2 separate regions of the Anas platyrhynchos genome follow, and region 2 is linked to region 1. The links are chromatin contacts, called in public Hi-C maps. All regions are on one chromosome and are shown on one strand. The core of a region is the stretch at or near the end of the contact, and the rest is flanking DNA. Distances in the headings are between cores, read along the strand shown. Region 1 has its middle 22 kb from the start of DPT. Region 2 has its middle 55 kb from the start of DPT.

Region 1 (3,273 bases), core at 387-2,886:
CTTTTATTACTGCTTTGCATTGTATTGTGTTGGCTACAATACTGTCACTGCGATCAAGTATTTCGGTTCACAGCAGAATAAATGTTTGACAATATGAATAATTACCCTAATTTACCCTATCAACCCTGTACACAAAACTTTAAGGTTCTTGCAAGCACCCCCGCTGGAGAAAAGATAGAGCAGAAACAAAACATTAGGGAAGATTTTCCTCTGTATTCAGGAAAGGCAATTCAGGAAGGTTGTCTAGAGGTTGCATTTAGTTTGCCTTTAATGTTTTTGAAGGGGAGAGTGTTTTAAACCTTCAGAAGTGGGCAGCCACCTCAGGACAGTGGACTCTGCTCTCTCCAGTGGAGATCCCTCACTCTTTATGCCTGGCCCCCTGTGTGGGCCAGCATGAAATAGCTGCGGTCCCAACCATGCTCTCACCTTTACCTCTTACTGAAGATTTCTTTGGCAGCTGGGCACTTTTGGGGGCATGAGGGCAGTGAAAGGACTGTGCTCACCTGACAATGTGGATAGGGCTTGTCTTTGTGCAGAAATGTAGGAGATGTAGTGAAAGCAGGAGTGCTCTGCTCCTCTTTCCTCTCTGGGGACTCAGGCATGCAGCACCTCCAGGCAGAATTCCCTCAAGGGATGGGCAGGGCTCACAAATCAGAGAACTGGCTCCTGGCCAGCACTCGGTCCTTCATCTGTTGTAAAAGCAAACTCCTAAGATGCCCTATATGTGAAATGAGCTACAGACAAGCTTGGTTCTACCTCAGAGGGTATTAGAGTTAATAGCTTAATGTTCTCGCAGCAGGGAGAAAAAAAAAAAGCTATGCAGGCATTTTGAGCAGCCTCAATACTGGGCTGTGTGTTTCTGGTTGTTAGGGAGAGGAGTAGGATCCCATTTTGTATGCAGATTTCAGTGCTGAGGTCTAACGTCTCATGATGCTGGGGCAACAGATATCTGGCCATTCCTTCTGCAGTGATCATCAGGCGACCTTGAGATCTACCCAACTGAGGCAGTACGGTTTCTATAAATATCCCATTTTCCAGGACTGTGTTTTCAGCTGCATCAGAGAAAATCCTAGTGAAGAATCAATTCGGTTGGGCTCTCCCTCCCCCTGGCCCTTAGTCTGGGTTGTAAAAAAAGCCTTGGAGATTTCTCTTTTAGCACTGACCTTCTGAGCAATCTAATGATGAAGATAGGAAGAGGCTGCAACCAGACTGAGAAAAAAGAAAAGCCTTTTGCTAGGAGGGAAATGTGTGAGTAATATACACATTGTTGGCCAGTGGCCAAATCACTCTAGTAACGGCTGTTAGCTCCTCTCACCAAGAAAATGATCAGATGCGAAGGAGAGGCTGCAGTCGGGTGTCAGAAATGCTGAGTCGCAAGGGGAGAGTGCCGCATCCGATGGAAATTTACCCAGGAGCCGGCGACCTTCACACGCTGCTGGGGACAAGGAACGGGGGCTTGCAGGGATATCCTGCTCTCACTCACACGCAGCTGTGCCACCTCCATGTCACCGCCCAGGTAGAGCACAGCCCAAAAAAGGAGGCCAGGAGCTGAGCTGAGGAGCTGTACAAGCTCCAGGACAGAGCTGGGTGGTGCTTACACAGCGTGCAAGGATGGCTGTCCCCACAGCATCGCCTGATCTATGGTGATTACTTGCCTCAGGTGACTACTTGCTGCTCGTCTGGCCACTCCCCTGCTGCACTGGACACACGGTCTAGAAATGAGGCAGTTGGGTCCAGGGGACTCGTGCCTGGGGCTACCCCCTCTGGAGAAGGCAGGCAGCAAGTTGACCTCACAACTCCCTGGTTTTAGGGCTTTCCTAGGGGGAGCTTCAGTATAGCCATTTTCTCCCTGTTTCAGACATGGTAAGCACAGTTCAGAATTAGTCTGGCTTCACCCTTCTCAGAGGGGTTTGAGGTTTGGGAGATCACCAGGACATCTCCCTTCCTCCTCACCCCAAGCACTGGAACATGGTCGATGGCTTCGCCTGCAAGATTGCATCCTCTCCATGACAGACAGTGGGGAATGGAGGAGGATGTGCAATTATGCCAGAGGACAAAGGATATAAGGCAGTAATTGAGAGCTGGAGCTTAAAATACAGAGCAACTACTTGCATTGAGTTGCAAGATGAAAAAATAGGGAGAAAGAGGCAGTTGGTGATGCAATGATGGAGATGCTGGCTAGATGGTGCTAGCACATACTCCTGTACACTTGTCAGGGACTAATACAACATTATTACTTATTTTCCTTTAGACAGAGGTTTCGTTTCCATTGCAAAAGCCTGAGAAACTACTGCTGGTTGATGGTACTGCTGACAGAGAACTGGCAGTCCCCAGGGAAGTTCTTGTCCCTTTCAAAAATTAAGGGCTTCTGCAATATAGGAAGGATAATGCACTCTCTGCAGCGTGCTGAATGATAATCAGATAACTTACTCAATCCAGTACTCCCATGTGGGCTAAACATAACATAAAAAATGGTATCTGCCTCACATCACCCTTGAAATCACCCCTTCTTGCACGGCACTGCAGGGACTTGTCCTTAATCCTCTGGACCATACTGGATTAAACTCTCCTGGTTGCACTAACAGAGCCAGCGGCAGTCACCAAGGCAACAGCAGGCTCCTCGGCCCCTAAAAGGAGCATGTCTACATGGCGAGGTGAAGATCTTGGCCCAAGCACACCCAGCCCTATGATCCACGCACCTTCCTTTTGTACACTGTGCTTTTAGTTTGACCTCCACCTGCTTGTGGATCTGCTCTTCAGAAGATGCAGGTCCAGGCAGGAGAGATCCTGTGCCTGCAGTGGTGGAAACCAAAGTGCTTCTGGGACACCTGCTGGGGCTTGACCCAGCAGGCTGTGTAAAGCACGCTAGGATGATACTCAGACTCCAAAGCTTGGGTTCCATGCCCTCTGACTGAATATCTGTGTGTGAGCAATATAGATGGAGGTAAATTAGATCTTGGAAGTAGGCACAGACCTAAGGTGAACTCCCTATGAAGCTATGCCTTACAGAGAGCCCAGTCACCACTAGAGGGAACAGAAGGCCACACTGAATGACAAAATTATAAGATCGCTCTCTAAAATAAATGCAGTCAACTGGAAAATACCAGCAGGCATTCTCCATTAAAACTAGAACAAAATGAACCTGAAATACAGATACCTCCTAATCTGCTGGGAGGAGAAAGCAGAAACCGGCAGTGGAGAGCAAGCGGGAATTTCAAACCTCCTTCTTCCAAGCTCCATCACCAACCCTTCCATATAAGCAGTGGAATAGAA
Region 2 (3,273 bases), core at 376-2,875, 76 kb after region 1:
TTTCCCTGATAGTCTCCTCAAGGCCCTATTCTGTGTCTATAAAACAGAAAGAACACTGCTCCCTTGTGAAACAAAGAAGCCGATCTCATTTGTGGTGTCCAGAGGATGCTGCGGATGTTATTAGACATTATTACATACGATTAATAAAGTTGAGTTTCTTGTGGTGACAGGTACAATCAATGAACAGTGTCATGACATTTCCAAGAATGCTATAGATGGAAAAAAAAAAAAGCAGTTGGGTAAACATAACTGGGCAGATGGAGGAAGAAGCACCATCACAAACCACAGAACACAAAGTGCCACCAAGAACATTTTTGTGGCCCATAGAACTCACTCATTCTCTGCTGCATCAAGTCTATATCCAAAATGAAAGAAAGACATAAACATTGATCATCTGCAAAAGCGTCTTTGCAAAGATAGAAGTAGAAAATTGATGAAATAACGAAGAATAGTTCTCTAAAGAATTCTCAAAAGAATAGTATGTGAAATATATTAGCAAAGCAAAGCAAACAAGAAGTGCCTGCAGCCAGAGTCCCTCTAAACTGCCAAAAACTTTGAAGGGTCACCTCAGTGTACTAGAGATGCATGCAAAATGCAGAGACTCAGTAACCTGAAGCACCTTGAGCAATTTGGAGGATTAGGAATTAGTTTATGTTTTCTCTAGAGTTCACAACCTTGCCTGCAGGAAGGAATAACTGAAGTTATTCTAGTGGCTCTGAGCAGATGAGGTGTGAAATGTACCGTGTGCAGCTGCCTACCCAGCTGTAGTTTTCACTGACTCACAATACCTCCTAGGTAGCCACTGCCTTCAGTTGTGCTCATTGTGTACTACACAACCTTTTTTTTGAAAGGAACTAAAATGCTGTTGACACAATACTGTGGCCAGAAGAATTCACACTTAGCTTGCTGGACTGTGTTTCTCTGCAGAAATGTGAAATACTATAAACACCTCTGCAAAATAATGTAGAAGAATTTAGAAGAATTTTAAGTTAGGAATAAACCTTATCATTTTAAAATGACACATGGACTCTAAATAACAGAGATCCGGGATATGATTCCTCAGCATATAGCTCTGTGCATCTCAGTAAACTATTATGCTCTCCCTTGACTGGACCAGCGGTGGTTAAAGCTACCATCAACAGAACCTGTGTCCCACTGTTGGGATTGTGCAGAGTTCATGGAGGGTGGAAATATGGCTGGCATTTAAATAGGATTAGGGAACAGCAAAGACTTCTAATATCTGTTACAAATCCACCTGGACAGATACCAAAAACATGGTGGTCCCGGACAGCAGTAGCATAAGGACCCTTATCACTTATAGTGTAGTGAGCTTCCATTTACATAGCCCAGCAGGGAGACGCATAGCCTGAGGTCTTTATTATTGCTCTGATTTCTCCTAGAAACAATCTTGCCTGACCTTTCCAGAGGCACAATTAAGCAGAGGAATTGCAAAGCAGGAGCATGTATTTTTAAAGCAGTCACTTTGAACAATTTGTAAGCGATGCCTTAACAAAGCTTGGGTATGAGTCTGGGGCTTCTGATCATTCTGGGATAAGCTTTCTCCTCCCTGTTTGGGATTATGTCTTCATGAAAGAGCCATCCCAGACCACGCACTGTCTGTGTTTACAAAAAAACAGAGAGGAGGCTGACCTTGTCTGCAGAGAGGATCAAAGGGCAGACTCCTGAAGTCCCCTAGCACACTTAAAATCAGCATGCCTGTTGTTTACAGCTTTCTTTTCAAATTTAGAAACAGAGCCTTTTCTCATCTCACTTGTTCCTGGCTGCAGAAAGGTCTCCAGCTATTTACGTATGTTACAGAGGTGCCAAAAGACACACAACACAGCTGGCAGCTTCCAGGGGGCTTGGCTCCAGTAACACTGCCACTATCCAGACTTTTTTAGAAGCTACTTTATTGCAGCAAATCTTTTTTTCCAGTAGGAACACTTTGATCTGAGAACTTTATATCTATATGTATGTGTATATTTATATTTATATTTATATTTATATTTATATTTATATTTATATTTATATTTATATGCACGCTTCCTGATCTGATAGACATTTTTAGACCTCAAGATGAGAAAAGGGTGCAAAACAACTTCACTTCCTCGGTAATCTGTTAACAACTCCTTAATTATTACCCATTGTGAGCTGGCTCAGATGACATACAAGTTTTTTAACCTATCACACAAAATGCGAGATGTGCTGCATTTTGGTAAATGGTGTAGCAGTTATGCCCTCCTTATGTATACTGCATCCTTAAATCTACTGTAGCAAAGCTGTATGCAGAGATGAGGAGCCATTGCTTCATTCTGTCAAGAACAGACTGTCTGCAAGCTTCGATTCACATTGTTCTTGTTTGCTTCTCCAACAAACAACCTCTGGCTACATTAAAAAAAAATAAAATATGAAAATATTTGTAATAATATTTAAAATTTGACTTTTTTTTTTTTTTTAATGAAGAGCCCCAGAATGAATTAGTTTTCCCTTTCCTCTCTCTTTTTATTTCAATTTGGGGAAAAGGAAAGAAACCAGAGAAAGAACACGATGGAATTAGACTGTAATCTGTTTGCATCACTTCCCTTTGTGTGCTTTAGTTAAACGGTCTACAAGTAAAGGAGAAACTGAAAAGACTGGGGAAAACATAATTTGTTTTTCTGTTTTTCTCCATGACACTTTTTTTTTTTTCTACAAACTCTTCCATGGTGAACTCAGTCATGGTGAAACACTTCTTACCCCCTTATTGTTTCTTTGTAACCTCAACTAAAAGCCACAGAGTGACAACGAAGCACTGCCAACACCTCAGCCATGCAGTATATGATACAAACAGTTTGTTTTTCTCAGGTGCCTTTGAATGTTATGATATTCCTTAGTTCAATTGAAGTAAGAAGGGTTACTTCAATTACTTGTTACCTTCCAATACTTTCCTCTGTTCCAGTTTCCCCATCACACACCTCTTATATACCTGTCTCATTAAGATGCCCTTCCAATATCACCAAGGACTTAAACTTCAAGCGGAACTCTTCCTGCAACTTCTCACCAGCCATCTCAAGACTGCCTCCACCTCCTTTCGGAGCAGCCTTCCCTCAGCTGTGGACAGCCTCTCAGCTGCCATTCCTCCCCACGATCCCATGCATGCCGCCTCTAGATGCTGTACTCTGATGAGGTGAGTCTCAAACAGGAGGAGAGTAGTTCTTGGGCCTAGCAGCAGCTTCAGCCAGGCACTGTGCATGGTACGCAAACTTCAGATGGGGCCTGGATGGGTACTTTAAC

Evidence for each region. Hi-C and Micro-C count contacts between places; a contact is called where the count stands out from the background.
Region 2: a Hi-C map of F5 follicle shows a contact between it and region 1, with 2.6 times the contacts expected there. The contact joins two enhancer-like sites. A contact is called at or near these places in 3 of 8 Hi-C or Micro-C datasets (F5 follicle, skeletal muscle and subcutaneous adipose tissue).

Annotation. Positions count from the first base shown.
Region 1 is chr1:88,384,350-88,387,622 of IASCAAS_PekinDuck_T2T, forward strand. No RefSeq gene overlaps it. Among named protein-coding and RNA genes, the nearest start is that of DPT, 22 kb to the right of the region's middle. Within about 2 kb of position 1,637, at least 5 of the 8 cell types and tissues checked have an H3K27ac peak or open chromatin away from gene starts, as enhancers often do. A contact at or near this core is called in F5 follicle, where this site is marked.
Region 2 is chr1:88,460,811-88,464,083 of IASCAAS_PekinDuck_T2T, forward strand. No RefSeq gene overlaps it. Among named protein-coding and RNA genes, the nearest start is that of DPT, 55 kb to the left of the region's middle. Within about 2 kb of position 1,626, at least 3 of the 8 cell types and tissues checked have an H3K27ac peak or open chromatin away from gene starts, as enhancers often do. A contact at or near this core is called in F5 follicle, where this site is marked.